7 separate regions of the Mus musculus genome follow, and regions 1, 2, 3, 4, 5 and 7 are each linked to region 6. The links are chromatin contacts, called in public HiChIP or PLAC-seq, Micro-C and promoter capture Hi-C maps. All regions are on one chromosome and are shown on one strand. Each heading gives the region's core, a stretch centred on a gene start, on an enhancer-like site or on the middle of the called end of the contact. The rest is flanking DNA. Distances are from core to core; before and after follow the strand shown. Region 1 has its middle 19 kb from the start of D130051D11Rik. Region 2 holds the start of Wnt7b (wingless-type MMTV integration site family, member 7B). Region 3 holds the start of Ppara (peroxisome proliferator activated receptor alpha). Region 4 has its middle 32 kb from the start of Lncppara. Region 5 has its middle 23 kb from the start of Wnt7b. Region 6 holds the start of Celsr1 (cadherin, EGF LAG seven-pass G-type receptor 1). Region 7 holds the start of D130051D11Rik (a long non-coding RNA gene).

The links. Promoter capture Hi-C pulls out the DNA fragments that hold promoters and counts their contacts. A called contact is a pair of places that touch in the nucleus more often than the background predicts. HiChIP or PLAC-seq counts read pairs in DNA pulled down with a chosen protein or histone mark.
Region 1: a FOXA1 HiChIP or PLAC-seq map of pancreatic cancer cells shows a contact between it and region 6. The contact joins the enhancer-like site here to the promoter of Celsr1 in region 6. A contact is called at or near these places in 2 of 39 promoter capture datasets (cranial neural crest and pre-B cells), 1 of 484 Hi-C or Micro-C datasets (Th1 cells) and 6 of 115 datasets of contacts at active chromatin or transcription factors (bone marrow-derived dendritic cells, bone marrow-derived macrophages, large pre-B cells and 3 more).
Region 2: a contact with region 6 is called in a promoter capture Hi-C map of liver. The contact joins the promoter of Wnt7b here to the promoter of Celsr1 in region 6. A contact is called at or near these places in 7 of 39 promoter capture datasets (the 3T3-L1 cell line, 3T3-L1-derived adipocytes, hippocampal neurons and 2 more), 9 of 484 Hi-C or Micro-C datasets (B cells, the G1E-ER4 cell line, brown adipocytes and 5 more), 2 of 115 datasets of contacts at active chromatin or transcription factors (embryonic stem cells and pancreatic cancer cells) and 1 of 9 other capture datasets (liver).
Region 3: a Micro-C map of embryonic stem cells shows a contact between it and region 6, with 4 times the contacts expected there. The contact joins the promoter of Ppara here to the promoter of Celsr1 in region 6. A contact is called at or near these places in 13 of 39 promoter capture datasets (the 3T3-L1 cell line, 3T3-L1-derived adipocytes, the C10 cell line and 6 more), 1 of 15 datasets of contacts at CTCF or cohesin (embryonic stem cells), 47 of 484 Hi-C or Micro-C datasets (B cells, the C2C12 cell line, CD4 T cells and 28 more), 15 of 115 datasets of contacts at active chromatin or transcription factors (bone marrow-derived macrophages, embryonic basal ganglia, embryonic hindbrain and 5 more) and 4 of 9 other capture datasets (embryonic stem cells, embryonic tail, liver and 1 more).
Region 4: an H3K27ac HiChIP or PLAC-seq map of microglia shows a contact between it and region 6, with 5 times the contacts expected there. The contact joins the enhancer-like site here to the promoter of Celsr1 in region 6. A contact is called at or near these places in 1 of 39 promoter capture datasets (the C10 cell line), 3 of 484 Hi-C or Micro-C datasets (all in embryonic stem cells), 7 of 115 datasets of contacts at active chromatin or transcription factors (embryonic stem cells, forebrain, large pre-B cells and 3 more) and 1 of 9 other capture datasets (liver).
Region 5: a contact with region 6 is called in a FOXA1 HiChIP or PLAC-seq map of pancreatic cancer cells. The contact joins the enhancer-like site here to the promoter of Celsr1 in region 6. A contact is called at or near these places in 10 of 39 promoter capture datasets (the 3T3-L1 cell line, 3T3-L1-derived adipocytes, embryonic stem cells and 4 more), 37 of 484 Hi-C or Micro-C datasets (B cells, the G1E-ER4 cell line, the HL-1 cell line and 16 more), 3 of 115 datasets of contacts at active chromatin or transcription factors (embryonic stem cells, pancreatic cancer cells and stem cell-derived neural progenitor cells) and 2 of 9 other capture datasets (embryonic stem cells and embryonic trunk).
Region 7: a Micro-C map of embryonic stem cells shows a contact between it and region 6, with 4 times the contacts expected there. The contact joins the promoter of D130051D11Rik here to the promoter of Celsr1 in region 6. A contact is called at or near these places in 4 of 39 promoter capture datasets (cranial neural crest, embryonic stem cells, liver and 1 more), 3 of 484 Hi-C or Micro-C datasets (CD4 T cells, Th1 cells and embryonic stem cells) and 4 of 115 datasets of contacts at active chromatin or transcription factors (embryonic stem cells, pancreatic cancer cells and stem cell-derived neural progenitor cells).

Annotation. Positions count from the first base shown.
Region 1 is chr15:85,652,187-85,655,880 of GRCm38.p6, reverse strand. No RefSeq gene overlaps it. Among named protein-coding and RNA genes, the nearest start is that of D130051D11Rik, 19 kb to the right of the region's middle. Within about 2 kb of position 1,875, at least 330 of the 459 cell types and tissues checked have an H3K27ac peak or open chromatin away from gene starts, as enhancers often do. A contact at or near this core is called in Th1 cells, bone marrow-derived dendritic cells, bone marrow-derived macrophages and 4 more, where this site is marked.
Region 2 is chr15:85,579,863-85,583,519 of GRCm38.p6, reverse strand. Wnt7b (wingless-type MMTV integration site family, member 7B) reads left to right here and starts at 1,699. Exons shown (of 4, transcript NM_009528.3): 1 at 1,699-2,140. The coding sequence starts at 2,070. It overlaps AU022754 (expressed sequence AU022754), which reads right to left and starts at 2,378. Exons shown (of 5, transcript NR_040433.1): 1 at 2,103-2,378; 2 at 1-1,270.
Region 3 is chr15:85,734,009-85,737,674 of GRCm38.p6, reverse strand. It overlaps Ppara (peroxisome proliferator activated receptor alpha), which reads right to left and starts at 1,899. Exons shown (of 8, transcript NM_011144.6): 1 at 1,579-1,899; 2 at 797-881.
Region 4 is chr15:85,669,428-85,673,554 of GRCm38.p6, reverse strand. No RefSeq gene overlaps it. Among named protein-coding and RNA genes, the nearest start is that of Lncppara, 32 kb to the left of the region's middle. Within about 2 kb of position 2,429, at least 212 of the 459 cell types and tissues checked have an H3K27ac peak or open chromatin away from gene starts, as enhancers often do. A contact at or near this core is called in liver, microglia and pancreatic cancer cells, where this site is marked.
Region 5 is chr15:85,602,410-85,606,467 of GRCm38.p6, reverse strand. No RefSeq gene overlaps it. Among named protein-coding and RNA genes, the nearest start is that of Wnt7b, 23 kb to the right of the region's middle. Within about 2 kb of position 2,352, at least 17 of the 459 cell types and tissues checked have an H3K27ac peak or open chromatin away from gene starts, as enhancers often do. A contact at or near this core is called in the HL-1 cell line and pancreatic cancer cells, where this site is marked.
Region 6 is chr15:86,032,438-86,036,375 of GRCm38.p6, reverse strand. Celsr1 (cadherin, EGF LAG seven-pass G-type receptor 1) reads left to right here and starts at 2,599. Exons shown (of 35, transcript NM_009886.2): 1 at 2,599-3,938. The coding sequence starts at 2,606. Gm34764 (a long non-coding RNA gene) reads right to left here and starts at 2,123. Exons shown (of 3, transcript XR_384307.4): 1 at 1,809-2,123.
Region 7 is chr15:85,632,753-85,636,722 of GRCm38.p6, reverse strand. It overlaps D130051D11Rik (a long non-coding RNA gene), which reads right to left and starts at 2,127. Exons shown (of 2, transcript XR_003951642.1): 1 at 688-2,127.

The DNA of each region.
Region 1 (3,694 bases), core at 626-3,125, 380 kb after region 6:
CACAGTGACTAACCGCCCCACCATTGTGAGCCTGAAGCCAGCCCTTTGTGTGGTCCCCTGGCGTCTGGGAGCACAGTGGAAGAGCCCTTTCCAGCAGTTCGTCTTTGCCCTGGAAACCTGCAGCCCGAGTCCCCTTTTATCCGTTTTCAGGGTTGCTGGGGGCCTGACAATCCAATAGAGGAGTCCCCTGCCCTAGCCAGGAAGGGACACCCAGCGGGGGGGGGGGGGGGAAGGAGGGGCAAAAGAAAGCTTCCAGCTTTGAGAAACCAGCTCAACTTGCTTTGCCCCACTATAGCAAGCTGCCCACCTTCTGGGCCCCCCCCCCCCCCGACCCCTTGAGAAAGATCAAAGTCTGGACGCTTGCATAAAATATGTTTAGAGTATTGAGGACTTGGTAGGGGGAAAAGATGTCTCTCATTAGTAATTCCGTGTGGCATGTTGAGATTACTATTTGGGATCTATGTTAGAGCAAATGGATTCTATTAGCTAAGTGGCTTCTCTTGCTTCTGCCGTTCCTTTTTAAAACCATGGCTGTGAGGAACCGTACAGTTACTGTTAGGCCTGTGACTGGGGCTCACACTGTTTCTACTGGATAGGGCTGGGCCAGGAGAGGGCCCCGGGATCCAGGAAGAAGACTTGACAACTGTTTTCTCTTAGGGAGACAGACTAGGACTCCCCCCCACCCCCCTGCCCAGAATGACTCCTCTCTTAGGATTCAGGGGAACCAGGCACTCATGGCCACACTGCCTCTTGCCTCAATGTGGCATTTTCCTGTATTGAGGATTGCAACTTATACCTTCAAATATTGGGGAACATGGGTGCACAGGAGCATGTACATATGCACACACACACACACAAACACACACACACACGGCCACCAGGCTCCTCTCCATGACCTGTCCTGCCAACCACCGGAGAAGCCAGATTCATAGAGGCTCCAGATGGTCCCCCAAAGTACCCCCTAGAACTAGACATCAGACCATCAGACCCAGGAAAGACAAGACTTGCTCTCTTATCCAATCTCTGTTGCCCTCCTGGGGCCCTTCCTGCATAACTATTAAAAAATTTTTTTTCTGTTTTATGGACGCACCGGAGATGGACATAACACAGGCTGGCCTCAATATTACACGTTCATTATTTCATATCCATTTTTTTTCTTTTAATTTTAGAAGGAGTTGAAATGAAAAAAAAAAAAAAAAAACGAGGGACCCAAGCCACCCTGGGAGCTCCTGACACTTGCAGCTGTAATCCCTATAGCTTGCCAGTCAGGTATCACTTTCCTCTGACCACCGTTCCCTAGAACTTATTCCCTTTCTCCCTAGATAGACAATGGGGGAGGCCCCCACCAGCCACCAGCAAGCATTCCAGAGGATTTTTAATACACACAAATCAGCCAGGAGAAACACCCAGTATCCCAGCGAGGGCCCAAGTCAGTGGGAACTGAGACCTCCGACTTTCCATCCGATTTCCAAGAGGAGCTGGTCAACACCTTCAACCCCAAGAGCAAAGCCCAGGCCTGGTAATAACAGGGCCAATGACTGGCACCCTGCCACCACCCATGATGCACCAGGCCTGTGCAGGAACCAGACAGTATGCCCCCCAAATCCACACCCTCAGCGGGTGCTCCAGACCCTGGCTCTGGAAGGGATGCTGAAGAAGCCTTTGGCTTCCCAGTATCTCACAGAAAAGGCATGTGGGTTCCCCACAACCCCGTTCCCATAGTGCCTCTGCCTAGTTCCCAGCAAACTTTGCTTGGGGAAGGCCTGGTTGATGCAGGAGATGGTTAAAATTCTGCATCCGTTTGCATCCGCCTCTAGAGGAAGCACTGCTTTTTTTTTTTTCACCCCCAGCAGGAGAAGGGGGGGGGGAGCTGAGAGCAGCAATTTGCAGGCCTTGGGATGTTTTTCTCCTTGACAGCCCTGGGCCCCGCCTGCCTAGCTTGGCCTTCTTGGGCTGGGCTAAGGCGGCTGGCCCTGCAGCGGAGGCTCCACTCCGTGGCTGCTGCTCCTCAAGAGGCCCCATGCACACGCATTCACGCTCCCCCCACACACACAGGCTGCAACCTCCGGCTTGGGGAGGGCAAGACACGCTGCATGCTGACGGCCTGGTACTGCCATGGTTCTTCCGCCAGCCAGCGTCTCCCATGAGGCCTGTTCCCAACCAGGTTGCACTGCCTGCCCACCCCCATGGCTCACCCTACTCCCATCCGGAGTGCCCTCACCTTCTGGGCCCCTGGCCCCTGGCCTCGGGTCCTGCTCGTGCCCGGGGCGCCCAGCCACGTCCTCCGTGCCTCTGCCGCTTGCCCCACCCTGCTGCCCGCGCTCTGAGGCGAGCCTGGCACTGTGCCAGGCTGCCTGGGAGCCCAGCCCGGGCAGGGCGAACTTTCCAGCGGAGTGTGTGTAGGGGGATGCTGGAGTGAAGCTGGTGCCAAGGGAGGGAGCGAGCCCCAGGTGCCCGGCGGCCAACCCCCCTCCAGCCCTCGCCACCCCCCACCCCCACCCCCAACATCCCACTCCCTGTCTCCTGAGTCCCATAAAGGCGCAGACAACACGAGTGATTTAGTCAAAACAGTCATGTGCAGGAGCCCGCAAACAAACAAAAGCCCTTATTTATTTATTTAGTTCACACACCCAGATAAGGAGCTGCCTTTGTGCACATAATTTCACAGAAAGAAGGCGAAGCCATGATGCTCCCCGCAGCCCAAGAGCCTGGACAGCAGGCCTGGCTTCATGAATAATTGCAGAGCCTCAGCCTGGGTATTTCCATATTTAAATTGGGCAGCAGCGTATGATTAATTAAGAAGGAAAAAGGCAAAAAGGAAGAAAAGCTGTGGGGGTGGGGAGCCGGACATTCTGGTCAGAGCTACGGTGCCAAGGTGCCCACGGCGGCTTAACTCCTCCCATGCCAGGCCCAGAGGGGGCACTGCTGCAGATGGTTTAAAGGGACCCTGCTGGTGCCCACACTGGCCACCTTCCTGTGTCCAGGGCCACCTGACTCCAGATGCTGCCCAGGAAGTTTCTCTGATATTCCAATATAGCTCACACACACACACACACACACACACACAAAATCTGCTATGTCCAAGATACCCAGTGGGACACTTCAGGCTGAGACAGCCTTCTCCGTGCACATCGCTGCAATGGGGCTCCGTTCACCGACCCCCAAAACACACACAGGTCCCTTCCAAACCCAGAAGCTGCTCCAGAGTCTGGCCGTGAGAGCAGGCAGCCTGGTTGCCAATGAGACAGGAGGCCTGTGGCCCTTCTGGATGGAGTCTAGGGCTGTGGGCTAAGTGAGAGAGGGAAGACTATATACCCAAAGGTCACAGCCCTGGGGTTGGGCCCAGCCATCACTGCAAGTCAGTCCTGACCTTGCCAGCTGTTTGACTTGAGGTAAGTTATCTGGCCTTCCTTAACCTCAGTTTGCACATCTGTAAAATGTGTGCCCCCTTAGGGTTGAGACAATATAGTATAGTTTCTGGCTGACCAAGAGGCCTTCTTGAGGTCTATGGGCATTAATTTTTGAGATGAGTGACAGTGGGGTCAGGGAAACCTCCAGCAGGAAGCTTGCCCCCCCCCAAAAAAAAAACAAGTTTGGAGGACCCAAACAGCAATCAGTTTGCTATGAAGTTGACCTGACTGCTATGGCCATGGACACCCATTGCCCTTGAGTATGTACAGATTGTCCTTGGGCA
Region 2 (3,657 bases), core at 450-2,949, 450 kb after region 6:
GTCTGGAGATGGGCTAGGAATCTTAAGACCCCAGGATTGTTTGGTGTTTGTTTGTTTGTTTGTTTGTTTGCAGGGAGGAGGAGGCACGCGTGGATGCTGTTGCTATTCCAGCCCCGATGCAGCCACATAAATATTTTGTCTCACTAACAGACCCCAAGACAGGGGTTGTTGGTGGGGACGGTGGAATAGCCCCCAGACTCCAAGGCAAAGTGAGGAATCCCTAACCATTTCAAGTCCAGCTCTTGTGGCAAGCGTTGCTCCCTGTCGCCACGGGATGGCAGCATCCACCTGCCAAGCTACCAGGCTGTTCTGCTTGCTCCCAGCCACCTGGCCCAGCTCAGCTCCCTGCCTACCAAGTTGTGCGACATCCAGAGTTCTTGGTTTCAGGGGACAGTGGTGTGGGACTGCAACTACCGTTTGACATCTGTGCCTTAGTTTCCCTGCTTGTGATGTCCAAATTCTCCTTTCTAAAGAGTCCTCCAACTCAAAACGATCTGCACAGCTGCACCTGCCGGCTTCTGGACCTGGGGTTCAGGAGCGACTCTCTCTCTCCCGGGTCGGGTCGTGGCAAAAGTTCAGAGGATTTGGAGAGATTAAGAGGGGATTAGGGGCAGGGACGGTAGCTTTTGAGCTCGAGGTTCCGGGCTGAGGACAGCGCCCCCTCATACCCCTCCTCATTTCCACACCAGGCAATTGGGTGTTGGCCAGTTTAAAGACGAGCGCCCTCCGAGTTCATCCCCTTGTCATAAGGGCGCCATTTGATGCTGCTGTCCGGGGCTGTAGACGCTTGAAAACCTGGCACACACCCCCCACCCACCCACCATGTGTCTGGTTACTAGCTGGTCCGCTGTGCTAAGACAGACCTAGCTGTGACAGGCAGTGTCCCTGTCACCCATTTATCCAGGATAGGATCAAGCGAGACACACCACAGGATGTGCCAGGCACCTAGGCCAGTCTGACTTCCCACTTTAGCGGTTCAACAAGAATCAGATCTGACACCCGCCCGCATCGGACAGGCCTGCAGAGTGAGACAGAATCCTCAGACTGGGACTCTCCAAGGATGCCTTTCTGAGTCTCTCTGTCATGGTGCCACTTTTAATGCTGGGCAGGCTGGTGTGTCTACCAGTCTCAAGTCCCACGCTCTGCTTGCGCTCTGCAGTGCCGGGCACTGGAACGAGTTTTCCCCGAGTTTGTTGGGCAGGTAACAATGCCTGATCCGGAGTTGTGGCCCTGGAAGCACCCACGTAGGTAACGTCTAGGGGAAAGATGTCTGCACATAGAAAGGAGATGGTGGTGGGTGGTCTCTCTCTCTTTAACTAGAAACTGGAAACCAAGTGACCACCAAGCCCTGAGCGGGTAGTTTCTTAGCCCCCGCCCCTACCCCCACCTTCACTGTCTCTGAGGAGCGCAGGTGTCTCTTTGGAGCCGCACCCTCTCCCCTCCCTCCCCTCTTCCCACGCAGTCCTGGGAGGGCGATCGGAAGGGAGCTGGCCTGGGGAGGGGGGGCGAGGGGTTAGATGCGTTCGTGTGTCACGGGGGAGGGAGGAGAAAAGGGAGGGGAGAGCCAGGGAGCGCGCGCGAGAGAGCGCGCTGCGAGCGAGGAGGGCGGGCGGGAGGCGGATCCTCCTACCTGGGGCGCGCTCGCCTGCTCGCGGCTCGCTTGCCGGGGCCGCGAGTCACCTGGGGAGGCGGACAAGTGCGGACACATTGGCCGCCCCGGCGCACCGCGAGGCGCGCACGGCCCCAGGCGGCTAAGCCCAGTGGAGGCAGCGCCCGCCCGCTGCTCCTGGCCCCGGCCTGCGCTCGCAGAGTCCCACGGTCACTCCGCTGGGCTCCGAGGTCGCGGTTCCCCGCCCGGGTCACTCCCCCGGGCGCACGCGGCGGCTGCGGCGCCCTGGGCTCACCATGGTGGCAACGCGTGCCGGGTGCCCACGCGTCGCCCGCCTCCCGAGCCGAAGCGCCGGCTGAGCGTGGTCCTACCGCAGCTCCCTGGCTCCTGCCCGGCCCCTGCCCACCCGCGCGTCCCCTCCGGCCGCAGCTGTCTATGGCGCAGCCCCCCTCCCTGGATCATGCACAGAAACTTTCGAAAGTGGATCTTTTACGTGTTTCTCTGCTTTGGCGTCCTCTACGTGAAGCTCGGGTGAGTATTTCTCTGGGCGGGGGGCTGCAGACGGGGAGCCGGCAGCCACCAGAGCCTCCTCCAGCGGACCTGGGGATAGGAGTTGGTGGGGGAGGGCGTTTCTTGAAGTGGCCAGGCTGGCTGGTATCTCCGGCCCTCAACCCAGCCTCGTTGAGACTCAACCGAGCCCCCCCGGAGCCAGAGATCCTCCGGAGGGGCGCGGAGCCAATACGCAGCAGGGACAGCGCGGTCCGCGGACGGCCGCAGCGGGGCTCGCGGGTAGCGGCGAGCGTGCCGGGCGCGTACTTTCACCTGTTTGGGCTCCAGGCCCCGGGGGTGGGACGCGCCTTCCCTCCCCCGGGCTGCGCTGGGCGCCGAGCCCGGGCCGAGCGCTAGCCGCCGGGAGGGCGCGCCGGGCCGGGGGGGGGGTGCGTGGGGCATCCCCGGCGGGGGAGATCGGGGCGCGCACTCGCCGCGAGCGCGCAGGCCTTGCACCCGCCGCGGCCCTTCGTCTCTATCCATCACCCGGACATGTTGAAATTACCTTGACAACTCGTCCGGCTGGCTCGGGATGGGCCGTGGGGCTGGCGCAGCAGCCTCGGGCTCCGTCCCGGGCCCGCGCCCCCGCCCGCCCGGGGCCTTGCGCCCGGCCCCCTCTCACCGAGCTCCCCCTGGCGCGGCCGGCCGGGCGGGCTCCAGGCGGGCCGCGCTCGCTGCTCGCCGCCGTAGCTGCTCCGAGTCGTATTTCCACATTCCTGAACCCAGCCGAGTCCTTACCTGTTGAGCCGCGATCTCCTTTAGACGGAATCTGTCTCGGCCTCCCCGGATTGGGGGTGGAGGGGCAGTGTGACCGAACGGAGCGCACCGCACCTCGCGGGCGTTAGTCACTCTTGGCGGGCCGGCCGGGACCAGACCCCCACCCCCACTCGGAGCACCTGCGGACATCTGTGCCCGCCTTGCCCGGCGATCCTACTATGTGTCGCCCGGCGCTCTGAGGCCAGCCTCATCTTGGCCCTAGGAAGGCCAGTGACCAGACCTGTAGGAGGGGCGGGTTCCGGTACCTGGGAGACCGACTTTCCAGGCGAGAGGTAGAAACAGTCGCTGAAGATCAGCACCCTTCCCAGCTCTCTGCACCTCCGCCATCTTACAGGTGAAGAAATTGAGGCCCAGAGAGGGGTAGGGACCAAACCTGGTGGCCTCAGAGGCAGGATTGAAAGTCTCTTCCTTATTCCTGCAGACCTGGGCGGGAGTGTCTGCGGCTGAGAGTGGTTGTGTTTATTGTAGGTTTGTGAGGGTAGGCTATGTCCCTGGGTGTTTGTTTATGAAGGTGAGGGGTGCCGGGGCTTTGAGCTTGCTGGGATGGGGGCAGGGTGGGCAGGCCACTGCTTCCTGGACTCTCAGCAGCCTGTAATGAATCTCCTGGGCCTGTGAAGGGACCCACCGCCCTTTGGGAGGAGGATCCATGCAGATCCCAGCTACCTGGTTCTGGCGCCAAGGCCTTTGAGTTGGGCGCTTGACTGCACCGGCCCTGGCTTCCA
Region 3 (3,666 bases), core at 650-3,149, 300 kb after region 6:
ACATGCTTTCTCTTCTCTCATTCTCTTCCCACCCTTTACACACATACACATAGCATACACACCTAGACACATACACACATACAAACACACATTGATACATGCACACACATATACACACATAAACTCTGTTTATAGGCTTGACAAACATAAGTTAAAAAGAACTACTTCAGCTTTCAGTACTTGGGAGCCTGAGGTGGGAATATAAAGAATTCAAGGCTAGCTAGCCTCTGCTACATAGCAAGTTCCAGGCTAGCATGGGTTACATCGCAGGCTCCTACCCTCCTGACAAACTATGAGTCTGGAGTGTTTCCATGCATGTTTAAGAGGTTGGAAAGGAGACACTTTGCTTTCCACTCTCAGTTCATGTCCCACTGGCTCTGGATTTTCATATGGTCACCAAGTCATACCCTTCTAGCTGCTTCTTGGGGGCCATCCCTGCCTGGCTAATGATGAAACTAACCGACTACTTCATTGAATTGATATGAAGACAGCCAAGAGACGGTCTTATGAGCCAGTTTATAAGCCAGTCAAGTAACACCATTTCTAACGCAATACCACCTTTTTAAACTACGCCGACGCAGCCTGCCATAAAGAAATGCGGTTCCCATGAAGCAAACGCACTTTCCCAGAACTGAAACATGGACTACCCATTTACCTGGCTTCCTGAGCCCTGAAAAGACATTTACTATTCCACCACAAAATAACCACTATCCAAGCCCTGTTGCTAGTCTGAAGTGCAACCAAAGACAGCGTTTACAATATTCCAGTCTGGAAGCCGTCCATTAATCCTCTTTACCTGTGATGACAACGTCTTGTTCCCGAACTTGACCAGCCACAAACGTCAGTTCACAGGGAAGGCAGGGCCTTGAACTTCAACTTGGCTGTAGAACGTTAAAGAAGGAACCGGTTACAATATGTTCTCTGGATCTCCCCCAACTCTCCACCACCTTGGGAAAGTCACTGTGACCCTGTTGCCTGCAACCACTACAGTGTCCCAGGGTCGCCCAAGAAAGTTCCGTGCTCCTCCCCCAAGGAGCCTTTCTGCTTTCCTTAGAGGAAGGGAGTAGGTTGGGGTTGGGGGCCCGTGAGCACCCCAGTGGCAGAGTGCCCCCAAAGACATTATATACCACCGTAGATTTTCTTTAGTATCTGAACATTCTCTCCTTTAAATTAAAAAAAAAAAAGTTTGGGAAAAGGAGAGGTGCAGTTATTTCAGGCTAGTTGGAGTGGATATTGGGGCAGAGTCACCCTCCGGACTAGCACACGGGCACTCCCGGCTCCCTTTACCCATATCAGGCCAGCCGCGCAGCCACTGCACAGAGGAGACTAAAGCTGGCCCCACACAGGACCCGCTGTGGCACTGGCCTCTGGAGGGCAGAGACATAGGGTAACTTTGGCATCGTCTCTACCCTACTGTTGGGGCCAACATCGCCCCACTACGATCAGGAGCAATGAGGAAACTAGTGTTCAAAGAGGGTCCGCTGCTGTTGACTCAAACCCACCGGCAGCGTTTCTCAGGTCCCCAGCAAAGCCTAGGCTGTGACCCCAGAATCAGTCTGTCAGGGAGCCTCCAGTTACCTCTCCTCTAAGTTCCCCGAGGGTCTCAGGAAACGCCTCCCGGTGAGATACGCCCAAATGCACCACGCCGTGAGAAGGGAGCGCCCCGATGTCCCCGCCCGTGTGCCCTCCCCTCCAGGGGACAACCAGAGGACCCAGCGTCGCTCCAGTTCCAGGACTCCACGAACCCTCCAGCCCCCAAAACAGCTGCGAACACCAATGTTCGGAGCCGGCGCACGGCGCTCCAGGGGACTCGAAGTGGCGGACAGTTCCGCGGGCCCTGAAAACTCGCACGCGTGTGCCCTTCCTAGCGTGTGCCCTCTCCAGTGGCTGTGGGTCTCCAGACCCGCGCCCCTAGTCCGCGCGCATGCGCCACCGAGCCCCTCCCCTCCCTGTCCACCCACCTCACTGTCCCGGGACAGGGGACGCCTGGCTCCCCGCCCTCGCGCGTGCCCTCCAGCCCCTGGGCACCTGAGGCTGCACTCCGCCTGCGGGTCCGCAGGGCCAAGCGCGCCCAGGAGGAGGCGCCAGGAGGGGCGTAAGCGGCTGCCTCCGCCCCCGTCACCCCTGTCGTGGGACCGTAGCGTCCGGGGCCCCGGCCCGGCACCGCCTACGCGCGCCCGTGCCAGCCGCGCCCCCACGACACGCGCCGCCCCTCGGACGTCCCCTGCGGGGTCCCGCGGCGAGGTGACCGCCCCGGAAACTCCGCCCCCTAGGCCCGGGCCCCGGCTCAGGGCGAGACACACCCCCTGGACGGCAGTGTCTGATTGGCTGCTGCGGGGGAGGGCGGGGCCTAAGAGGCCCGGGGCAGCTCTCCTCGATGCCCATTTAGTGCCTCGGGGCCCGGGCATCCGTTGGTAAACTGAGGCGGGTTAGGTGAAGGGACTGCCCAAGGTCACCCGACGGGGGAGAACAGTCGGTGGGAAGGGTGCGCCTTGGCGCGCACTCCCTCCTGCTCCCAGCCCCGCGCACCGGCCAGGACTGAAGTTCAAGGCTGCGGGTCTGGGTTGAGCTTTCCTCCGGGTGCCCTCGTTGAGCTGGTCTAGATCGCACAGCTTGTTCCCCGAGTCCCGGGAGTTCGTGGGGAGGTGGACGGACAGGCGGAATCTGATCTTTAGAGTCCCAGGATGAGAAATGGGGAGAAAGGAAGAGCGAGCTGGGGCACGCGGCAACAGGTGGCCAAGGTGCCAGGGTGGGTGTGGCGGGCGGGGAAGGCAGAGGCTGAAGGGCATCGAGGACGGTCGCAGGGAGGCGCGGCCGCTCTGACCCACCCTCCGCCTCTGCCCCGCCCCGGGCTGTGGCCCCTCTGCATACGCTTCAGGGGTTGAGGGGCTGACTGTGTCCAGCTCAGGCACTGGGGCTCTGCCAACTGACAGCGCAGGCGGGAGGCTGCAACTGGGAGCAGGCTGCGACCCAGAGCAGCCGCTTTGCTTGTGTCGTCCTTGGATCTTCAGTCACGGAATGCACATGCCCCCCGAGGTGCCAACGCCCCAGGACGCCGCTCCTTTGGGAACGAAATGTGTGCTATGCCAGCCCTCCTGTCTGTCCTCACGCTGGGCCTGCCACTATGCTATTTGTGGCGATGAGCGCCCAGGAGAGCCTACTAGGGAAAGGAAACTTTCAGCGCACATCTCCTTACCCTGGGAACTGGAGACCAGACCCTACAGGCACATTCAGGGACGTCTTTTAAACCCACCTTTGCTGATCAGCCTCATACCTGTGGTGAACTCTGCCCCACCTGCCAGACACCCACAGAACATTCCCTACTTGCCTACTGGCAAGCTCGCCTTTTCTTGCACGCAGTGGCCAGGAAATAGCTACTATTTGTATTATGCTTCGAAGCTTGCAAAACTGAGACCCTGGAGATGGTTGAATGGGTAAAGGTGCTTGCTACCAAGCCTGATGACCTGGATTCCAACCTGGGGACTCACACGGTGGAAGGAAAGAACCAACTCACATGCACACAAGCACACACACACACACACACACACACACCAGCTACTCTGCCACATACAATTTTAAAAAATGGAAAAATTAAAAGACCTTGCACAGTGACCTGTCTGTATGATTTCCTGAATGGCCCAGGGGATATTCAAAGACAACATTAGT
Region 4 (4,127 bases), core at 1,180-3,679, 360 kb after region 6:
GATGGCTTTCAAATGTTTCACCCGGGGCTTGCATTTGCTAAATGCCTCTGATTAAGTAATAAATAATATCTCTAAGCAGGGGCCATGAGTAGTACAAAGCAGACTAACAATCTACATATATTTGGTTAAATATATATATATACATATATATATATAGTTATATAGTTATATACACATATTTGGAGATATACATACATACGTACATACATACATATCTAACTATATAACCAAAACCAACCAAACACATGAAAAAGATGGTCAAAGTTAGCCTCTGGTTGCTGTTCTGACTCTGTCAAAAGAAAGCCTCCTTACTCTGGAGCTCTTATCCTAGATAACTGGAGCAGGCAGCTCTGAATGGTAAGCAAAGAGCAGGCTTGGACTTCTCCAGCCTCGTCCATATTCCCGGAAACAGGGCCTCAAATGCCAGTTCATGGGTCTGAGGTGTAATGGATATAGGTGCCCCCCACTCTGTGTGATTTGAGGTGAATGCCCCCAACAAGGCTATCCAAACCACATTTTTAAAAAAAGTGGGAAGAAGAGCAGTGTTCTCGCACACATATGAAAGCAGCCTTAATCCTCAAGGCTGGAGTATCTTTTTAACCCAGGCTACATACACACATGTAGAGACCCGGTTTTATTTCCCAGATAGACAGACCCTATGTGCTCAAATAAAATGAAGCTATTTCTGGCCTGGAGAGATCACTTAGGCTTTTGAAAATCCAACTTTGAAGAAATTAATTTCAGTGTTACCTGAAAACCCCTATAATTATTGTAAAGACAAATTCTTTTGCCCCTTTTTTTGGTCCCCACAAACCCCTCAAGCCTGCTAGCTGTGCTGTGTGAGCCACCTATAAGAAGGTGCATTTATTAAAGAGGTTATGAACTGGGTTTTGTTGTTATTTGGTTTTGCTTTGCTTTATTTAACCGCCCCATAAACGAGAACTTCCCACCCAAGGGTCTTCCACTGCACTCTGGATTTCGGCTGCTATGCTGAAGGTTCACCCTAAACAAGCTCTCTGAAAATGTCCATCTAGCATCAAAAAATATTTTTAAAGTAAAAAGGGTTTAGTAAAACAGGTCAAATTGTTGAGAAAGGACTTAGGCTTCCAAACAACATTTCCAAACACCCCCCCCAACAGATGTTTTCTCTTTTCTATTGTTTAAAATGTCTGCTATAATATTTTATACGCTCGATAAAATCTCTACAAGGCTAGCAGACCCTACACCTGAGATCAGAAACTGTGTTTCACAAATCCCAAGTTCCGGATGGAGGACAGTGTGGTGTTCTCTGCAAGCTGCCTGGCTTTGGGTTCGAGAGCAACCTACCTGGAATGTGTCCCCGACTCTGAAAGATCCCTGCAGTAGGACCCCTCTTAGAAATCTGCCCATTAAATATTTAAATGCTAAGGAGCTAAAGTGAAAAAGGCTCTTACCTCTCCAACCTTGATCATGCCCGCGGCGCACACGTCCACCGCCCTGCCAGACCACGTCTTGGCCGCCGCTAGCGCTGCGCTGGCATGCCCGCGGCCGCTGGCTGGAGTCCGGGGTGACTTGCGTTGGGCTCCTGGGCGCGCAGAAACAGCCGAGGGCAGTGCGGAGCCGCTCCCGCAACTCTTCGCAGGGTGGGACGGCCTCTGGCCAGCTTACGGCGAGGCCCCAAACCCGGGACCCACCGCTCTCCGGGCTTCTGCAGTCTTACATCCAACGACCCACCACGCAAGAGTGGCCCGAAGGATCGAGTCACGCGTCCACGGCTGGCGCCACTGGAGACCTTTGTCCCGGACGCCAACGAGAGTGTGCGGGCCCGCGTGCGCCCACGCCCTGCCGCGGAGGACCGGGCCGGCGTGCTCCGTGACTTTCTCCAAGTTCACGTGCATCCCGGAGCGGCCAGGCGGGCGCAGCGGGCCCGGACGCTCAGAGCCTGGCCGTCGGGCGGGCTCGGGACCCAGCGGCCCAGGGCGCGAGCGTGGCCACGGTGAGAGCCACCGGGGGCGGCCGGAGGGCACCGGGACGGAGCGGGCCACTCGTCTGGCGCTGCCCGGGCTCCGAATGCAGCGGTGGCTTGGCACAGACGCGCCGCGCGCCCGGTGCATGCTAATGGCCGGCGGGCGCGCCATGAATTATTCAGCAGCGGCGCGGAGAGGACGAGCGCGGCTCGGAGGGCGGCCTGGGCCGCGCGTCCCCCGCCGCTGCAGAGCGGCCGCACCGACTTCCCAAACTTTCCCCGGCCCGCACCGAGGATGCGGCCCCCGCGGCGCCGCGGTCCCCGCCCGAGCGCGCTGGCCGCGCTTCCCCCGTTGCCGCCTATTTTATGTCTTTTGTCTCGGAGTTGGCACCTGTCCCAGAGAGCGCGTTTCCCTGCCCACCCCTTCGCCGCCGGATCGGGGCGGGGGAGGGGGCACGGGGGACCGGGGAGGAGGGGACGAGGGAAGCGAGGCGCCCGCGCGCCCTGCGTCCTGGGGAGACCGCCCGGGGGCGGTGGCGGCGGCCGTGCCCGAGCACCCGGGCACCCCTGCTCCGCGGGGAGGTCAGGGTTGCGAACGCGCCCGGAATACCAACGAGGCCGCTGTGCCCGCTGCGGGCCCGTGCGTCCGGGCGCCGCCCCTCCCGGGCGGCCCCCACCCAGACGGGCGCGCTTGGGCTGGGAGGGCGGCGGGAGCTGCGGATTCGCCGCCCCGGCCCCGCGCCTGGCCCCGCAGCTCCGCGTGCGCGCCCCCGCAGGCACGCCGCCCCGGGCGCTCCCCGCTTGCGCGCGCCCGCCCCGCGGCCCCGCCCGTCGCCTTCGCGCGCCCACCCCACTGGGCACCGCACCGCGGAGACCCACCGGTAGAGCCCCGGGGCCAACGCAGCGGGGAGGGCTGAGCAGGAGCGCGTCCCCTGCCCGCGCTGCCCGCGCCACCCGCGCCGCCTTGGCACGGAGGCGGCTGCCCGGGCGCGCTCCGCGGCTGCGCTCCAAGGCTCTGGCTGCCATGATTGCGGGCAGTACCGGGACGCGCGTGCACGCTCGGGGCCGATTGGGACCCTCGGTCTACAGGATCCCCCTCTGCCCGCCCGCAGCCTGGTACGCGCAGAGGACAGCCGCCAGGGTCACGGAGCTCTAGATAGCGTACTGAGACAACGTTGTGGGCCCGATAGTGGCAGTGGCTTCCCGCAGGAAGGGCGCGCGCATGGGCGACCCAGCCAGTCCAACGGAGCAAGGGGCGCGGTGCCCAGCGGGGTACGGCAGGGAGAGCACACAACCTCTCGAATGGGTATGGGAAGTAATGCACAGAACTGAGCATGCAAAGGGGCCGTGCAAGGTGCCTGGGAAGGCATGGGATTCGCGGAGGCATGTTGCCCAGAGCTGGTGCCCACCTCCAGGCTCGCTCCTTTCCCGCTGGAAACAACTTCCTGCTATTAGGACTGGGGCACGGGAGCTGCGAGGGTAGTTCAAGGCCATGGCTTTGCTCTCAGCCCTTCAGCGACACTGCTGGCTCCAGGCCACCCCGGGCCCCTAAAAGGGGGAATGGGACGGCTGGGCTCCAGGACCTGGTTATTGGTTAGAATGCCAAGGAGGCCGCAGCGTCTTTCAGATCGCTTCACTGGCGCGCACAAGCGTTTTCCAAACACAGGCCAGCCTGGGCCTCAGGCTCTCAGAGACACATGTGAACACAGGGTCCCTAGACTTGGATTCCCTCCTCCTGTCCAGACATGCTCTGGATCACAGCCACTTGGACCTGGCTGGTTCTGGAGGTGTATGATAGCCCGTTGACGACCAGGGCCAGAGAGAACAAGGCCTCCAGGGCCCATCCCACAATCTCTGTGCCTGTCTCCCCCCTCCTCCTCCCCACTGGCCTTGGCATTCTAACCAGTGTCCTTTGACGTCATATCTCGCCATTTCTGTCAACCAATTGAAACTTGCTCGTTGTAATAAAAAATATAATTTTTTTATGCCATTGGTAAATTCAAAAGTTCCTCGTGTGTCCCGCTTCCCAGGAAACTTCATTCCACGTTGTATTGGACTGCCACGAGGGAGAACCTGAACATACTAGATAAAGGTAGCCTGGGCTTGCTGGCTCCGTCAGGGCCTTTAACTACTAGAAACCTGTTAAAGTCTAAGTACTGTAGACCACCATGACCCTGGCCTG
Region 5 (4,058 bases), core at 1,103-3,602, 430 kb after region 6:
GGAGGTCTCGAGACAACAACATCGGAACTAGATCTGAAGGGGCCACGAAAGCAGCTGGCCCTCAGCTGTGTGCCCTGTAGACACTCTGTTGTGGGATCCAGGAGCAGAACTGGGAAGTTAAGGGGGAGGGGACTGTCATATTCGCAGAGGGTCATGGTTGCCCTCGGCCTTGAGTGGCCTCCAGTCTGGTGAGGCAGCCAGACTGCAGGGTGCCGGGAAACAAGGCCCACACTGTTTGTTCAGCTGTTGGGCGGGCACCCGAAGTCCTAACCAGGACCTGGTCTTTCTGGAGTTAACACATGCACGCCTGCCCTTCCTCACAGAGCATGCTCAGACAGTGACGACTCCTGAGGGGACAGAGTTTTCTCCGGAAGTCATCACGGGCAAGCCAGTGCAGCTGTAGGTGAGACCGTACTGGGGATCTCTGGTGGAGGAGGGTGCTGACCGAGAGAGACAGGCACTGGCCAAGCACAGAGGCCTCTAATAGAGGAGGGACCTTAAGCTGCCTCCTCACCCACTGGCTAGGACCAAGCAAAAGTCTGCGTGCAGAGGTCTGGAGGACTGCTGAGGCCAGCCTTCAGGAGCTGCCTGGGTGGGTGAAATGGGATCTGAAAATCCCAGAAAGACAGTTGCCAGGTTCCAGCCTGGCCACTAGAGTGGGCCTGCCCAGGGAGAATATCAAGGTTATTCTTCAAGGAAGCCATAGGAAGGAAAAGACACCGCTGAAGTCACACCAGGGGGCTCCAGCCTCCCCCGCTTCACACTTCATCCTCTGAGTCTTCTGACACTGGCCACATACCATCAAGAGTGGTGTCCAAGCCGCTGTTCCCAGGTAGCTCCATGGTGCCACAGAGGTGCCACGCGGGCTCAGGATTGGACTGTGGGTTCTTCTGATTGTGGCAACCCAGCTCATGTGCAGTTGCCCGCTACTTGCCAATCCTGAGTAAGAATATCCCCAGACTCCAGCCTTGCCCACCAGGCTGATCACAGCTGAAGTTCCCAGCCAGGAAGACCAGAGGCTGCCTATTGCCTCTGTAACCCACAGAGGTCATAACAGTGTGGCTGTTGGGGGTCAAGTGAAATGTTTGGTACATACTAGAACCTATGTAAAAAGCCAGGCAGAGCGACTTAAGCCTGTAATCCCTTTGAGGGAGAGGGAGAGGCAGAAGGACCCTTGGAACTTGCAGGCCAGACAACCTTGCTTACATGAAATGCTCCAGGCTGAGAACCCTTGCTCAAAAAAAAAAAAAAAAAAAAAAAAAAAAAAAAAAAAAAAGAGGTGGACGGCTCCCAAGGAAGGACACCTAAAGTTGACAGCTGGCCATTCCGTGTACACATAGACACACGCACCTGGACCGGAATAAATGAACTCGCCCGTGTTCCTTCCCACAGGCACATAACAGCTGGCTATTGTAAGGGTCTGTTTAAGGGTTCCTTCTTACACAGCAGGCACAGTACCTAGAGCAGCCCCTATGGTACAGATGAGTGCCAGGTATTTTGGCTGCTACCGAGAGAGATGCGGTTGCTGTGACTCTGAGCTTGAGTGAGCACAGAGTAGACTAGAAGCCTAGGTCGTGTGCTGTGCTCCAGGCAGAGTCCAGTGCCCTTGGCTTTAATGCCGCCAGGGTCCTGGGTCCTGACTTGCAAGCTATCCCTTGAAAAAGGTGAAAGGAACAAGAACTTCAGGGAGGATGGGGGGGATAGAGAGGGGTCATTTATCATCAGTGGGAGAGGCCTGAGCCATGCTCTGCCAGCAACATTAGGGTCACTGTGTGGGCGGGGACAGCTACACTGAGAGAGGCTTTCAGGGACTCATGTGGCAGCTGCTGGGACCACAAAAAAAAGGCTGGGACTTGGGCTGCCTGTAGCAGGGGCTTGGGGAGACAGAGGTGTAGTATCAGGACAAAGGACTAAGGGGGACATCTGGCTGAGGTTGTAAAGGTGACAAGATGCGTTCCAAGGGCCCCATATTCCTGTTGCAGGCTTAGAAGCAGCATGGCCATTCCCTTCCAGTATTTGCTACAACTTCATCACTTTATTCGTCAGCTGGAGGAGCAGCATCGAAAGTCTCCACCCTCAAGTAGGTGCCCAGGTGGTTGTGGGCATGGAGGGAAGCTCTGGAACAGGCATGGGCTGAAGGCCTGGCAGGCCTTATTTGGGGGTGTACCTGGAGTATCCCAGGCCAGCCCTACCAGCCCAAGCTGTAGTTCAGAATGGAAAGATTCTATAGAGCAGTGGCCCTCAACCTTCCTAATGCTGAGACCTTTAATACAGTTCCTTGTGTTGTGGTGACCCCCCAGCCCAACCGCACAGTGATTTTTGTTGCTACTTTCTCACTGCAATCTTGCTACTGCTATGAATCATAATGTAAATGTCTGATATGCAAACCCAGGGGGTCGTGACTCACAGGGTGAGAACCAATGCTCTAGAGGAACAGAAAGCAGAGATAGATAGATAGATAGATAGATAGATAGATAGATAGATAGATAAGATATGTGGGTGGCTGGATGATGGATAGATAGATAGATCATACATACATACATACATACATACATACATGCATGCATAGATAGATAAACTATAGATAGTACTGAAAGGATCTCTAGGGATCTACAGTGCAGTTAGTGGTTGCTAAGTGAAAGAGAGAGATTTTCTTCAGTGATGTCTTAGCTAAGGTTTCTATTGCTACAGCAAAACACCATGACCAAAAAGCAAGTTGGGTAGAAAAGGATTTGTTCGTTGGGCTTAAACATCCACATCGTAGTCCATCACTGAAGGAAGTCAGAACAGGATCCTGGAGGCAGGAGCTGACGCAGAGGCCATGGAGGGGTGTGGCTTACTGGCTTGCTTCCCATGGCTTGCGCAGCCTGCTTTTTTATACAACCCAGAACCACCAGCTCAGGGATGGCCCCACCCACAAAGGGCTGGGCCCTCCCCATCAATCACTAATTAAGAAAATGCCCTACAGGCTTGCCACAGCCCAGTCGTATGGAGGCATTTTCTCAATTGAGGTTTCCTCCTCTCAGATGACTATAGTAGCTTGTATCAAGTTTGACATAAATCTAGCCAGCACAAGCGGCATAGCCATTGAAGGGAGAAAGACAGACAGACAGACAGACACACACACACACACACACAGAGAGAGAGAGAGAGAGAGAGAGAGAGAGAAGAGACTAGTTGAGAAGAGGAAGAGATCTGGTGGGCATGGGAGCAGAGGAGGTGAGAGTCATCAACATATAGTATATGCATGTATGAGATATCAACATGAAACTCATAATTAACACATGCTAATAAAACTTTTTTTTTAACGAAAGAGATACACTGGCTTAACTTACGCTAGAGGGGCTGGGTAGTCCAATAGTAACTGCCTGGATCCTGGAGAGACAGACAACTCAGTCCTGGCAGCAGAACCAGCAGAACGCCTGAGCAGATCTGACCTGGGCGCTCCCAGGAGAACGCTGGTGTGATATGTGTGATGAGGGGCTGAGGAGGCTGGAGTCTGACAGTCGCAGGTGGTGGCAATGGTTCACGAACTCCTCAGGGCAGAAACAACGTTGCCAGCTCACACTAACTTCCTCACCCAAGCCCTTTCTTAGCTTGAAGGTCTCCCTCCTGTTCAAGGCAGGTCATGCCCCACCCCTAGCCACTGGCCTGTATGTCAGTTCAGGCTGACCTCAGACTTGTTACATAGTTGGGGATGACCTTGAACTCAGGGTCACCAACTTCTTCTCCCTAGAGGGGAGATTACAGAGGCACCCCACAGTGCTGGGCTTAGCCTATTCGTTGATGGCTGTCTCATCTATCCTAGCAGCCTGGACCCCATATACACCCTCCTGTTCAGTGATGCCCCTCCCACAGGGCAATGGCCCTCAGTTTTGGGGGGGGCGGGCAGGTGGAGACGTTCAGGAAAGGAGAAGCCCTCAAGGCTGGGTTCAGGGGAAGGCATCAGAGTTCAACCGATGGATAGGTCAATAGCCTCCTTGATTTCTGAAGGCCTGGTGTTGAGAAGACCCCTGGCACCTGGGTCTCTGAAACAGTTGATGGAATAGGGAGGCAGA
Region 6 (3,938 bases), core at 1,350-3,849:
TTTAAACCCGGGGGCCTGGATGTGCACAGGGAAAGAGGCCGTAGCTTATGCACTTCGTAGCACTGTGAAATGAGCTCTGCCAGGTTCAGAGAGGGGCACCCTTGGCCCCCACCTGGTGGACTGGGCCTTGCTCCCGACCTGTCTATGAACAGAAGACTCTTATTGGCCTCTGTTGACAGCCTGTCAACCAGACTTGCCCTTGTGGGCTGGCCTGGGCTGGCCTGATCCCTGGGACCAGGAAATGTTAACTGGAAGCTTGCAGGTGTCTGGTTCCAGGAAAGCACCCACACCCAACTTACTCCATGCTTTTGAATTCTGTTTATTTAAACCCAACCCACCCTATTTAAAGACCTATTGCTACATGCGCCGTATGTGTGTGTGTGTGTGTGTGTGTGTGTGTGTGTGTGTGTGTGTGTGGTTTCTCCAGCTTTCTCCCTCCCACACCCAGGGGCTCTTCTTCCTGAGGCTCCAGAACCTTGAATTTCCTGCAAGTGCACCCCCAAGAGTAGCCTGGGGTAAGGTCCTGGCCCTGTCACATTTAAGGGTTAGATTTTTGTCTCCTTCCCACTCTCTTCACACACAGTTCTAAAGAGAGCTCTCAAGATCTATGAGGGTCCAAAAACAACTCTACCTTTAGGTTAGTGTAATGGCTTCTGTTGTTCCCAGTAAGAAAAGATTATTTTCAGCTACTGAGAAATCCCAGAGATTCATCTATGACATAAACTTTATGCTATATGTATGATCGTATATATATGATTAATATCACACATGTGTATATTAGTACACATATATGCTATTAATGCTGAGGAAGCTCCCTTGACTGTTTTTGTTTTTTGTTTTGTTGTCTTTTCTTTAAAGATTTATCTATTTATTTATTTTATGTAAGTACACTGTACACTTTTCAGACACACTCATCGGATCCCATTACAGATGGTTGTGACCACCATGTAGTTGCTGGGAATTGAACCTCTGAAAGAGCAGTCGGTGCTCTTGACCACTGAGCCATCTTTCCAGCTCCCCCCCAACTCCCCCCCCCCACAGGTTTTAAAGCGACCCTGTGTCCTATTGTCCTATTGTCATCCTGCTGGGCCCTGACTGCCTAGAAAACCCAACTCTGATGGTGATCAAGCAGCCTTCAGGGTCCCACTCCTCCAACTGATCCCAGGAGAAATCTTTCAAAGGCAAGAGGCCTGCCCAGTGTGTCCATGCGTGACTGAGGCTGCAGTGGGCTTGGGCCCCTTTCAAGGAGGTGGGGAAAATGTTGCAAAGGTCCGCCTCTCCCCTCCCTAGTTCGGAAGCACCGCCTTTAAGGTGTGCTCCTTTGGAATCTAGGCTCGGTCTTGCGGCTCTGAAGCCACGCCCCACCCTTTCACGCAGGGCGAGAGTGATTCTCCAGCCCCCTTCTGGTTTTCCCCAGGTTCTCACGGATCCTGCCCCCTCAGTGTTTGCTTGTCCCCTGATGGGCAGTAACTAGGGGTTTGGTGACAGACGGTCTCCTCCACCAATGTTCAGGCCCCACAGCATGTTCTGGGGAACAAGGCCCCTCCCACTGTCACCTCCAAACTACATTATTTTTCTTTCCAATTTAAATGTTGCACTTTAAACAAAGTGGAACCCGAATCCGGTTAACTGCCCATGAGATTTCAAAATCCAAGGAACTCCTTGGAGTTAAGCATTTGAGCTCCCGCGAGGCTGGAGTCTAACAGTCTCCCAGTCCCCTGCCACCGCCACGACTCTACCGAAGTTTTCTAGCACCTCTGTATCTTGGAACTCTAGATCTAACTCTCTCGACGCCAGGGGTGGCTTACTCATAGATCTGCACTATCAGGTGCAATGCGAGGATTGAACAGCACTCGGCCCAGAGGAAACTGTACGAGGGACTCTTTAGCAGCCGCGGCCCGGGACTCTAGAGCAGTAGTTGAGCGCCACGCTCCCAGGGCCCGGTCCTCTGCGGATGTTGGGTGCCAAGACCGAAAGGGAAGGGGCTGGAGGCCAGGCCCCGCTAGGGCCGCGCCCCCACGTCTCCATGGAGATCATCGGGGCGCGCACCTCCTGGCTGGCTCCCTCCCCATCATCCTCCCCCTCCCAGGGCTGAACAATGAGCCACTGGGAGGGGGCGGGGCGGGGCCGGGGGCGGGGAGAGAGAGAGAGTGGCGGGGGCGCTGGCAAAGCACACCGCCTAGCCAGCAATCCGTCGCCAGGGTCTGCGGGCGGTGTGGTGATCGCAGCCCCCGCCCCGCCCCGGGCCCGCCCAGCTTCCCACGCCCGCCCAGCAGAGTCGGTGCTGGGGCCACCTGGAGCCGCCTGGAGCCGGCGCTGCTGCAGGTTGATGCGCGGCGCCCTCCCGGGACGCACGGAGGAGCCATCTTGAAACCAACTTGGCAAACTTTCGCAAAGTGCTCTCGAAGTGGAAGCTGAGCGGGAGGCCGGGCGCGCGGCCCCCGGTGTCCTCGCCAGGGCCCCCGGGGAGGCAGAGCGCGGGCCGCCCCGAGGGCCCGGCGCTGGGCGCGCGGGAGCCGCCCCCCGGCCGCGCCGGGTGGATGCGGAGGTGCGCCGGGTGCATGGATTGTGCTCCGGCGCCCGGCTCGGGCTGCGGCTCCGGGCCATGGCGCCGTCATCGCCGCGCGTGCTGCCCGCGCTGGTGTTGCTGGCCGCCGCCGCCCTGCCAGCCCTGGAGTTGGGAGCAGCCGCTTGGGAGCTGCGGGTGCCTGGCGGGGCCCGCGCCTTCGCTCTCGGACCCGGCTGGAGCTACAGGTTGGACACCACGCGCACGCCTCGGGAGCTGCTGGACGTGAGCCGCGAGGGGCCAGCAGCCGGTCGGAGGCTTGGGCTTGGCGCGGGGACTCTGGGCTGTGCCCGCTTGGCCGGGAGGCTGCTGCCGCTGCAGGTCCGGCTGGTCGCCCGCGGCGCCCCGACGGCCCCGAGCTTGGTACTAAGGGCACGCGCCTATGGTGCCCGCTGTGGGGTCCGGCTGTTGCGCCGCTCGGCCCGCGGTGCAGAGCTGCGCTCTCCGGCCGTCCGCTCAGTTCCTGGACTTGGAGATGCGCTCTGCTTCCCGGCCGCAGGCGGCGGCGCAGCCTCGCTGACTTCGGTGCTTGAGGCCATCACCAACTTCCCCGCCTGCAGCTGCCCGCCGGTCGCCGGGACCGGCTGCAGGCGCGGACCCATTTGCCTGCGGCCAGGAGGTTCAGCTGAGCTGCGTCTGGTGTGCGCCCTGGGACGCGCGGCAGGCGCCGTTTGGGTAGAGCTGGTAATAGAGGCGACCTCTGGGACGCCCTCAGAGTCGCCCTCGGTGTCGCCATCGTTGCTTAACCTGTCCCAACCTCGGGCGGGGGTGGTGCGACGGTCTAGGCGGGGCACGGGCAGCAGCACGAGCCCGCAGTTCCCGCTGCCCAGCTACCAGGTGTCAGTGCCTGAGAATGAGCCTGCGGGCACTGCGGTCATCGAACTGCGCGCGCACGACCCAGACGAAGGCGATGCAGGACGCCTTAGCTACCAGATGGAGGCGCTGTTCGATGAGCGCTCTAATGGCTACTTCCTCATCGATGCCGCCACGGGTGCAGTGACCACAGCCCGCTCCCTGGACCGGGAGACCAAGGACACTCATGTACTCAAAGTTAGTGCTGTGGACCACGGCTCCCCGAGGCGCTCAGCTGCCACCTACCTCACCGTAACTGTCAGTGACACTAACGACCACAGCCCAGTCTTTGAGCAGTCTGAGTATCGAGAGCGAATTCGAGAAAACCTGGAGGTGGGCTATGAGGTTCTGACCATCCGTGCCACCGACGGGGATGCCCCTTCCAACGCAAACATGCGCTATCGTCTGCTGGAGGGCGCAGGTGGTGTCTTTGAGATAGACGCACGATCAGGTGTCGTGCGCACACGGGCTGTGGTGGACCGTGAGGAGGCGGCTGAGTACCAGCTGCTGGTGGAGGCCA
Region 7 (3,970 bases), core at 878-3,377, 400 kb after region 6:
GAAAGAAGGAGATGAAGGGCTTGCCTGAGGCCTCAGAGTAGTCTGAACTCCCGGGAAACCTTAGTTCTTTAGAGGTTTGGAGCTGAAAGCCTCTTTTGAATCAGCGAGGCCTCTCTGCATTGTGGCTAGCATGCCCTGAGGAGTAAATACTCACCCTATACTGGCTTAGGTGGAACCCAGAATGATTTTCTGAGCACAAAAGTAGTCTAGACCCTCCTACTAAGTCCTGTTCAGCTCCAAGAGTCCTTATTCCTTGGACCACACCCAAGACACATTTATTCTTTTTTTTTCCCATAAAAAGGGGGGCACTGGTCTCTGAGTTGAGATTCCTCGACTCACTTGAAATTATTGGGCTGAAGTGTGCCTCTGTCCACAATTGGTGGGAAAAAAACAAAACAAAACAAAACAAAAACCAGAGAGGCCATTCTCTTGGAAACCATGTGTTTTCTTTTTATAGAGGTGCCCATCCAGTTCCCAAGCTTTGTCTTCTAATATGGAGAAAGAAAAAAAAAAAAAACCAAAAAACCAAAGCACTGTAAGGCTGCCTCTCTGAGGCACATTTCAGTCTAGAAAATCTGGACTATTGCAAACAAATGAGGTAGAACCTCAAGCCCAGGGCTAGGTACCCACTGCTGCCAACAGCCACCACATAAGACCTGGAAAGACACTATGGAACCAATAAGATACCTTAGGCTATCCCAAGGAGAGCAGTAGGTGCAGAAGAGAGAGGCACTCTCAGTGCACAAGGCTGGTTTCTTCAAAATTATATATGAGAACACTGGGTGGTCTCTTTCATACACATTCTGTCCCTGAGAGTGGCTTGGCAGGCTTGGTCCAACAAACCAGATGCTTGGAAATCACCTACTTTTCCATGTTCTTCAAAGGCATCATAGAGACCATCTTCTGCAACCCACTCCTGACTCCGGTACAAAGAAAGACAGCGCACAAATGATGCACAATCTACAATGTTTCATTTGGGGGTTGATCTTGTAATGGTGCAGAAGCGACAGGCATCAGCAGAAACACTACTTGGGATTTTGAGTTTGATCTCTTCCATGCTGGTGATAATGCGATATAAGCACCCTTTCTCAACGCTGGCCATCACCAGGGGAAACCACATGCTCCAGTGTGCTGAGTTGATAAGCCAGGACATTTAGTAGATTAAGCAACCCCATGATGTTTTAAGCCACAGTGGGTCCTCTGTATGAGCCATTATTAAAGGTTAAAGAACCTTTATTTGATGGTCTCGGTGAACAAGTTGGGGTGGGGACATCAGGCACCTCCAGGATGCTTAAAGTCTTCTGGCTAGGAATAAAGAATGATGAACGGGGCAGTGCTGGCGACGAGAGGTGACCACGGAAAGGAACTATGTGCTCCAGCTGAGCAGAACAGATTAAACCAGAGAATCAGAACCAGGGTGTGGAAGGACTTGTCTCTCTGTGGAGGGACAGTGCTGGCCACAGTGGCTAGGAGCCCTGCGACAGCACATCAGAAGCATGTGCGGGCCTTCCTGAAAAGTGGCTGTCAACAAATAGGCGCTCTCGTCTCTGGGCCTGCAGACCTCCAAAAGGGGCGTTCACACTGCGGGGCTAGCCTGGGCTCTGCATTTCTTGGATAGGGCTGAGCACCCGGCAGGGCCACGTCGCTCCTGGTACAGAGGGAGGCTACAGTCTAAAGTAGGAGGGGCCTCGGGTTCCCGGTGCCAGGACTCCGCCGCCAAGACGGTGCCGTGGCCTGCCCCCTCTAGGGACCTAGAAAGCTCCACGCTCACACCTTGAGGGGGTACAGAGGGAGCAGAAAAGGCAGAAGTGCGCCCACGGCGCCCACAGCCCTTAAAATAACACACAACTCTCACGCTCCACCCCGGAAGCAGACTCGCGGTAGACGTAGGGCGGGGCCTCTCGAGTCTGGGGGCGTGACTTCTAAGTAGCCTGCGCCGGAAATGAAGTCCAGGGTGCGGCATACTTGGAGGCCGCGGTTCGCAGCTGAGAGGCGGGGCCCTGTCTAGAGGCGGAGCCTTGCCCAGCTGGAGGTGGAGCCACTGGGCCACCATCTCCGACTTCCGGGGTCGCGGGCGGTGCGGGCGGAGTGAAGCACAGAGTGGGCGGGCCCTGGGTCGGCCAGCTCTGAATGCAAATTTACGGCCTAGCAGGCTGCGGCTCCGGGGCGAGGCCTGCGTGTGGGGCGGGGCCTAGGTATGTGGGCGGGACCTGGCGCCGGGCACGCCCAACCTTAGTGCGGGCAGGCGGGAGGCGGAGCCTCTGCGCGCGGCCTAAATGAGTTTGCGCAGACTCAGGGCGGGCTCTCAGCCTGTCACTGTGAACCTTAGGGCTGCATTTCACTTGAATCAGATTTTCGTTTTAGTCAGACTTTTCTGTTCTGAAAGCTTTCCTGCCCTTGGAGTTTGTAAATCTTGGCAAGGAGGAAGAAAACGGGTAACCCTCAAGCTCCTCGTGAGATTTTTCCTTTTTTGAGGCTGTGTACGTGATGTAAAGAGTCTTGCAAAATTGCAGTAACACTTGAGAATACCTTAAAAATACCCAGTTCTTGATCTAAGGGTGTACCTCAGTTGGTAGAGTCCTTTCCTAGCAGACAGGAGACCTTGGCTTCCATTCTAGTATCAAACAAACAAACAAACAAAAACTTTATAATTTTCCAACTCAAAAATCATACGTTACTGGAGAAAATTTAGAAAGTTGACAAGAATTTTTAAAAACCTGATCAATATGCCAGGTAGTGGCACACTCCTTTAATCCCAGCACTTGGGAGGTAGAGGCAGGTGAATCTCTGCTCTTGAGACCAGCCTGGACTACAGAGCAAGTTCCAGGACAGTCAGGGCTATATCTCAAAAACACCAACAACAACAACACAAAAAACAACAACAAAAACAAATAAACACTCTGATTATTTAAGATCACTAGTGTTAACATTTTGACGTTTCTATTTTTATAATTCTATGTATATTTGAAACAGAAATAGGGACAATACTATACAGTACTACCTTGCCCTTTGTCTTTTTGTGGCTGGTGTTGCTGTGAGGGTCTGACCATAGCCCTATTTGTGGCCCCACACAGCCCTAGATGGGAAACCCCTTTGTTATTTAACTCTCATAGGCCGTCTTGTTTCCATCTCTTTTGAGTTTTCCTTTCTTTCTTTCTTTCTCTCTTTTGTTTTTGTTATTGTTTTTTGTTTGTTTTTGTTGTTTGTTTTTTCGAGACAGGGTTTCTCTATATAGCCCTGACTGTCCTGGAACTCACTTTGTAGACCAGGCTGGCCTCGAACTCAGAAATCTGCCTGCCTCTGCCTCCGGAGTGCTGGGATTAAAGGCTTGAGCCACCAAGCTCGGCCCTCTTTTGAGTTTTCTACATTTAAAAGGTAACAATGTTTCAACAAGTGATAAATCACTTGTAGCCAAAAAATAGATACCTAGTGTCCAGATTACATAAAGAACTAAAACTCAACAATGAAATCCCTAATTTAATTATAGGCAAAGGACTTAAATGTTTTTAAAGACTAAGTAGCTAAGACCCATACAGCCAACAAGATACTCATTGTGGCCAATCAACAGAGGGGAAAAAAAAAAAACCAAATTCACAAAACACTTCACACTAAGGTTGCAAGTACAGAAAAAAAAAAAAAGCACAAAAATGGAAAAATGGAAAAAGTGTTGGCAAGTATGTGGAGAATCTGGAACCTTTTCACATTGCTGGTAGGAATGCAAAATGACGTAGTTGCTACAGAAACCTTTATGGAAAAGCCAGAGCTACCACAAGGCCCAGCAATTTCTCTTGTCAGTATGTAACCAAGGACTTGAAAGCAGGAATGCTGTCAGTCTGCTGTGCACTCCTGCTCCAAGGAGAGGAAAGGTAGAAATTCTAGAAACAGCTCCCAAAGGGTCATGGATGGGTCAGTGGGTGAAGCTGATAGCATAAACACAAACAAAGGGGCATCAGCAGGCTTAGAAAGGAAT